Linked DNA regions of Cricetulus griseus: region 1 is linked to region 2. Evidence: chromatin contacts called from public Hi-C data. All regions are on one chromosome and are shown on one strand. Each heading gives the region's core, a stretch centred on a gene start, on an enhancer-like site or on the middle of the called end of the contact. The rest is flanking DNA. Distances are from core to core; before and after follow the strand shown. Region 1 holds the start of Bbx (HMG box transcription factor BBX). Region 2 has its middle 68 kb from the start of Bbx.

Region 1 (3,274 bases), core at 372-2,871, 68 kb after region 2:
TTCCTTTAATCTCAGCACTCTGGAGACAGAGGCAGTGGGATCTCTGTGAGTTCAAAGCCAGCCTGATTTGCAAAGCCAGTTTCAGGCCAGGCAAGGCTACATAGTCAGACTCTGTCTCAAAAAGTAAAATAAAGTTAAAAAGTTATCTTATTCAGTTTTCTTTTAAATTTTAAACTATCAGCTAGACTATAAAAATTATACTATTTAATCTTCAAAACTGTTGATACTTAAGATTCTTGAAAAATTTGGATCTTGGTCAGAAGGAACCCCAGGAAAACATCTGGGTCCTAGAATAGTGCCAATGAGTTGTAGATGCTGAATAACCATTTAATGAAGGCAATCTCGGAAAAGCTTATTTTAATCTTCAAATAAAAACTAAAATCAAATCTAAGAATGAAAGAGACTAAAAAACCTCATTTACTTATTGCTTAACTAGTCAAGAACTTGAGTGTGAATTTTATTCTAATTCCTAGGTTTGACTTTTTCTCAGTAACCTTTGGCTTGTTTATATCAAACTGTTAAACATGATCTGCCAAAGATGTAGCAAAGAAAAAATATCATCAAAGTTAGGTATTACAGGGCTTGAGAACACCGACTGCTCTTCCAGAAGACCAGCGTTCAATTCCCAACACCCACAAGTCAGCTTACAACTCGGTCTGTAACTCCAGTTCCAGGGGACCCGACATCCATGACAAAAACACTAATACACATAAAAAAGAAAAAAGAAGACTACGTGTCACATTCACCATCTCTAGACGTCACCAAACATACAGCAGTCACATACAGTGGGCAATATATAAAGGGGAGATATATATATATATATATATATATATATATATATATATATATATATATGCTATATTGAACCAAAAGGCCTATTTCTAAGGCAAACTGTTAATAGTCATTTTTTTTTCCACGAGGTTTTACCTTTCAGCACATCTTGCGTGCCCACACAGGTGATTGCCTCCCGACTTTTAAGTGCACATTCGGCTGTTTTAGCAAAAGGTATATCTTTATTCCTGTGTGTTGTATTGTTTTTTTTTTCCCCCCTCTGAATTTGTCTACGAATGAGGCATTAACAATCTCGATGCATTCTAGTCTTGATAAACTTATCTTGCACTATTTTGGCCTATGTGATGGCTAACCCATTGACAAAAGAAATCTAAGCCGATAAAAGCGTCTCTCGGCCACTTGTTAGCAGGCCGGGATGTAAAATCATAACACAATGCTCGCCTCTTTCATGGGGCACCACAAGGCAGCGATCAAACCCACCCCCCCTCACTTCCATATCCAGTGGAGTTGTAGTTTATTACCATAACCCTCCCAAGTCAAAAGGACACCAGTTCCAAGGCAGGCAACTTGGTACAGAGAGGGCTTTCCCCCGCGACCCTCACTCTGCTGGGCCTCTCTACCTGTCCTCGCCCACTGTCTACAGGTCCCGAACATTAGAAAATAGAAAATGTGATGATCTTTGTGTGTCTCTGTGAAATGTGTGTATGTGTGCGTGTGTTTGGGTGTAACGCGCCTCCTGTTTGGCTGAGCCGCCCGTCCGTCACGGCGCGGGCCAATGGCAGGCTGCCTTATATAAAATGAGTGTTTTCAGTCTCTCCGGGTTGCATGTACTGTATGTGGAGCAGTGTACAGTGGAGCGGAGGCAGCGCGGCTCCGCGAGCTCCTCTCCACTTTCCCATAGAGAGCCCCTGACTGGCCACTGAGGGCGAGCCACACACACGCCCTCGCGCCGCGGCGAGCCCGCGAGGTAGGCGCCCGCCATCCGCAGCCTTCGCGGGCGCTCTCCCGCACTTTCTGTTTTCCTACTCACTTGCGAGCCGCCGGGGCTGCAGCCCGAGGACTCCGCGGCAGGAGCGGCGGCGGCGGCGGCGACGGCGGCGGCAGCCGGTAGGGTGGACTTGAGGAAGGCGAGGGGAGCCCGCGCGTCCGGAGCCCGAGCCGCCACCGGCCGGCGCCTCGCGGGCCACTTTCCCCTCAGCCAAAACTTTGGGTGGCGAGAGGTCGGGCCGAGGGTCGCGGCCGCCGCGCCGGCGGCGGGCCCGGGCCGGGGGGGCGCGCGGCGCTGCCCGGCGAGCGCGAGCTGGGGGCCGGGCTGGGGAGGAGTAGGCCAGCCGGTGCCAGGCTGCGTTTGCAGGCGAGCACCTCTCGGCGCCCGGGCAGCGCCGCCTGAGGGGGCACGGAGCTGGGGCGCGGGCTTGAGGCGCCTGAGGAAAACAACAACGGAGCGGTCCTCAACGCCGGCGGGGCGGCTCGTGGCCGCCCGGAGAGCCCCAAACTTCAAGGAGGCGAAAGTACGTGGAGGAGCCCCGGGCAGGGCTCGGCTGCCGGGGGGGAGGTGGGGCCTTGGGGGAGCCCCGGGGCAGGGGAGGAAGGTACGGGAAGGCTGCCCTCGGTGGGTCTGGGCTCGGTTTTCGTGTGTGCGTCGGTGACCGGGAACCAGCAGCCCGGTTGCTCGTTCATCTGGAGAGTTAGGATTGGGGTGTTCCGGCCCCGAGATCGGTGTCCCCCCTCATCCCCCCACCCCCACCCCCCCAGCCAAATGCGCGGCGAGTGGAGAAAGTGCTGTTCTAGTGCCAGAGTAGCCTGGAGGAAGAACAGGGGAGAGGGGAAGAGGGCGAAGAAGGGCGAGAGAGGGAGAAGGAGAGGGAGGGCAGAGAGAGAGAGAGAGGAGAGAGAGAGAGAGAGAGAGAGAGAGAGAGAGAGAGAGAGAGAGAGAGAGAGAGAGAGAGAGAGAGAGAGAGAGAGAGAGAGAGAGAGAGAGAGAGAGAGAGAGAAACGGGAGGGAAGAGAGGAGGGGGGAGAGGAGGAGGGAGGCTGTGTCAGGATTTTGCTTGAATGTGGGATTATGTTGTGTCAATAAGTTTAAGGTGGAGAGAGCGAGGCTGGGGGTGGTGGCGGTGGAGGGGAGGAGGAAGGCCTTGGCTGCTTGGTTGTTTAAAGACTCATTCTGAAGGTAAGTTATGGCATTGCATGGTCGCGATGACAGAAAACTTGCAGATCCTTTATCCGGGGATGGGGTCGATGCCTCCAGAAAGAGCTCCCCAACCCTCTAAAGCCACGCTCGTGTTACACTGTTATTTGCTGCGATCCGGGTCGCTAGTAAATTACAGAAATCAGACTGGAGGCTTCTTTTCCTCTTCCACCTCGTCTCGCTCACTCACCCTCAGAAATGTATTATTATTATTATTATTTTATTTATTTGGGGGATATCGCATGAAACTTAACGTAACTGAGACCGAACCCGAGTCCTGTAATTTACAAG
Region 2 (3,684 bases), core at 992-3,491:
TGGAAGAGACTACAATCTTAATTTCAAAAGGCTGCCTTCATTTTTTTTTCTATGAACTGTTATCATTCACCAGATATACTTCAATCCTATTATAAAAAACATGGAAAATCCTAAATTTCTAACAATAGAGTTCTGCTTGCTTAAGTGATGAAACCTCAACACGTTGAATGATTGGAGTCATGCTCTAAGGTAAGAAATGTTTGTGATTAATATTGTTAAAAGTATGGTTAAAGCTAGGGCCTGGTGGTGCACAACTTTAATTCCAGTACTTAGGAGGCAAAGACAGGTGAATCTCTATGAGTTCGAGGCTAAACTGGTTTACAGAGGGAGTTCCAGGACAGCCAGAGCTATACAGAGAAACCCTGTCTCTTTTTTTCCAGACAGGGTTTCTCTGTGTAGCTTTGGAGCCCATTCTGGCACTCGCCCTGGAGACCAGGCTGGTCTTGAACTCACAGAGATCTGCCTGCCTCTTGAGTGCTGGGATTAAAGGCGTGCGCCACCAACGCCCGGCTTGAGAAACCCTGTTTCAAAACAAAACAAACAAACAAAAAAGTTTTAAAACATAGTCATGACTTTAGTTTGTTTATTTTTGACATGGGATCTCACTATGTAGTCAAGGCTTGGCTGGAACTCACAGAGATTTATCTGCCTTTGCCTCACAAATGCCATGATTAAAAACATGTGGCACCACACCCATGACTTTTGACTCTATAACAACAATAAAAATATAACCAGGTCTACAGAGATTGTTCATTCATTAAGAAAATTTACTGCTTTTTCAGAGGACCAGAGTTCAATTCCCAGCACCCACATCAGTGTCTTACAACCAACTATACTTCCTGTTCTTCCTAATCTAGGGGATCCAATGGCCTCCTCTGGCCTCCTCAGGTACCTATACACATGTGGTACACATGAACTCACACAAGCATTCACACATACATATACATCAAATTTTTTATTTTTTAAAAGAGCAAGATAGGTGAATGATTATTGTAGATTGACAATAATATACCCTGACTCCTTGAAATTCCATCAAAAGGACTTATCCATGAAGAAAATAAATGGAAAGAAATCTGAGTTGGTTTGTCATTGTATATCTCTTTATACCTGACACTGTGACCAGGAATAGCACGGCCTATTACTCCACCCCCTGCACAAACTATATCCTGATATTCTTCAAAAACTGGCCAGAGAGAAAAGGGAATTAGCCTGGTGAGTAGAGAAGGCTCTGTGGTATATCTAAGACTAATAGAACCTTATCTGTTCAAGTTTGTTTCATAGATAAACAAACAGAAGAAAAAATAACTGTGCTGCCTAGGGTGATGGTACTTGCCTATAAGCCCAGCCCTCAGGAGGATGAGGCAAGAGAAGAACAAAACACAGCAAAGAAATAAAAGATTTACTGTGAAATCTGTAGAAGAAAATCATTCTTGTTATACTTAAGGATATGCATATGTATTTAAATTCCCAAAGCATCAAGTGTTTTCTGTGTGGCAATATTAAAAGATGGGGTCTTTAAGAAGTGATTTGGTCTTAAGGACATCTTTCTGAATGAGATTAACACCCTTGTGGAAGAGGCTTCACACAACCTTCAATTTGCTTGCTCTTTGCAGCCTGAGGACTCTCGCTCCTTTGGGTTCTGTATGTGTTAGTAAGATACCATCTAAAAAGCAGAGAGCAGCCCTCCACAGACAAACCTTCAGTCTCCTTGATCTTGGACTTCTTAGCCTCCAGAACTGTGCGAAATTCCATTTTTCTTTTTAAATTAGCCAGTTTGTGGTATTTTATAATAGCAGAACAGACTCAAATAGCTCAGCGTATACTAACGTGTACGTCAAACAAACCAGCTTCAAACGAGGCAAACCAGACACCCCTTTACCTGACGCTCCCTTTATGCACTTCCGTGCCAGAACTTCCAGGGCAGGCATAGTGAAATCTTTATCCTACTGGTACTTGTGTTGTGTTGTGTTGGGGGGGGGCACATGGGGACATAGGTTCTTGGCATTATGTTATTGACAAGCTTTTAAATAACTTTTAAAAGCCTTAACAACCATTTATATGATTAACCAGATCTCTTTCTTAAAAGTTCCCAAATGTCTGCCCTGTTTTATATTTTTTTTAAAAAAGGGTTCTTTTTGGTTTTTCAGGAAAGAGCAAAGACTTCACTTTGCAGTTACACATAGCATGAGTCATAGAAAAGGCTTGAATAATGTGCTGAACGTTGCCACTGAGTCATCATGGATGACACAGGACCACTTGAATACTGATGAATCAAATCCTTATAATCATAAGAAATCAAAACACTACTACCTTTTACTCTAGAAAGCTCACTTTCAGTTTTGCCCTAGAAGAGACACTGGGACTATCTAGCATTAGTTCTTGTTCATAAATGAGGAGGTTTGTGCTCCCAAAAGTTAAGCGAGAGCCTCAACAGAGGCAAAAAATTGAACATGTAACATGAAGCTTATTGTTAATATTGCTTCTCCCTGTTTTAATGATTCCTTTTTCACAGTAGGTGAAACATTAAAAAAAAAAAGAAAAGCAATGGACTGGGGAGATGGCTCAGTCAGGAAAGTTCCTGCCTTAGAGCATGGGGACCTGTGCATGGACCCTCGGCAGGAAAGAAAAAGGAGCCAAACAAGGTGATACGCATTTGTAACCCCAGAACCGGAGAGTGGCTGGAGTCAGACAGATCCCTGAGTTTCACTGGGTAGACAGACTATGAATTGATGAACTCCATGTTCAGTGAGAGACCCCATCTCAAAAAATGACATAGAAAGTGATAAACACACTCATTGTCAGTTTCTCCATTTGTGCACACACACACACACACACACACACACACACACACACACACACACACACACGCACGCACGCACGCACGCACGCGTGCACACATGTAAATACACTGAAACAAGTATATATGCCATACACACACTCACATAACTGGTGTAATTGTGACTAATGCACTCAATGAACTTCTGATTCCCAAGGCTTCAGGAGACATCACTGACAGGGTTTGATGGGTATGCTGGAATGCCTGTGATTTATCATATAATTTACGTGTCCACCTGTGCACTAGGCAAAGACATAGTTGATGAAAATATAATCTGCCCAGCTGTTTTCTCTACTCCACAGAGGGCATGAAGATTGCTTCTCGGCAGCCGCTGCCATTCTTCTAGCAACAACCCCACCTTCTGTCAAAAGGATCCTTCATTTCCACAGGCTTCTAGAAAAGCAAGGGCAGCAATACCCGTCTAATCCTGAAGAAGGTTCCAGCAATTTTCTAGGCTAGCTGCAAAGTAATGAGCCTTGACATTGATTAAAGAAGTCATTCTCTCCACCTTTGTATCACTGCCTCATCTCCCGGCTACAGTATGAGAAAAGGAGCTGTGGTCTGAGCTGCTCTCCTAGGTTGAATTTCTAGTTCCTTATATTTGCCTTTCAACTATTAAAAGAAGAAGTAAGGGACAAGGAGTGGTGGTGAGGGGTGGAGGGAAGGCTGTAGCTTGATGGTAAAGGGCTTGTGTCACACATGTAGAGTCCTTCCTGGCTCTGATCACTAGCACCAAAAGGGGAGGGGAGGGGATGAATTACTCAACACCAAAAGTGGGCAACACAGCATTATTTCCTGTGTTAGTCAGGGTTCTCCAGAAAGACAGAACCATTAGGATGTACACATAG

What was found. Hi-C and Micro-C count contacts between places; a contact is called where the count stands out from the background.
Region 1: a Hi-C map of the CHO-K1 cell line shows a contact between it and region 2, with 2.6 times the contacts expected there. The contact joins the promoter of Bbx here to the enhancer-like site in region 2. A contact is called at or near these places in 3 of 8 Hi-C or Micro-C datasets (the CHO-K1 cell line and fibroblasts).

The regions. Positions count from the first base shown.
Region 1 is chr4:40,775,551-40,778,824 of CriGri-PICRH-1.0, forward strand. It overlaps Bbx (HMG box transcription factor BBX), which reads left to right and starts at 1,622. Exons shown (of 16, transcript XM_035444515.1): 1 at 1,622-1,759.
Region 2 is chr4:40,707,305-40,710,988 of CriGri-PICRH-1.0, forward strand. No RefSeq gene overlaps it. Among named protein-coding and RNA genes, the nearest start is that of Bbx, 68 kb to the right of the region's middle. Within about 2 kb of position 2,242, at least 3 of the 6 cell types and tissues checked have open chromatin away from gene starts, as enhancers often do. A contact at or near this core is called in the CHO-K1 cell line and fibroblasts, where this site is marked.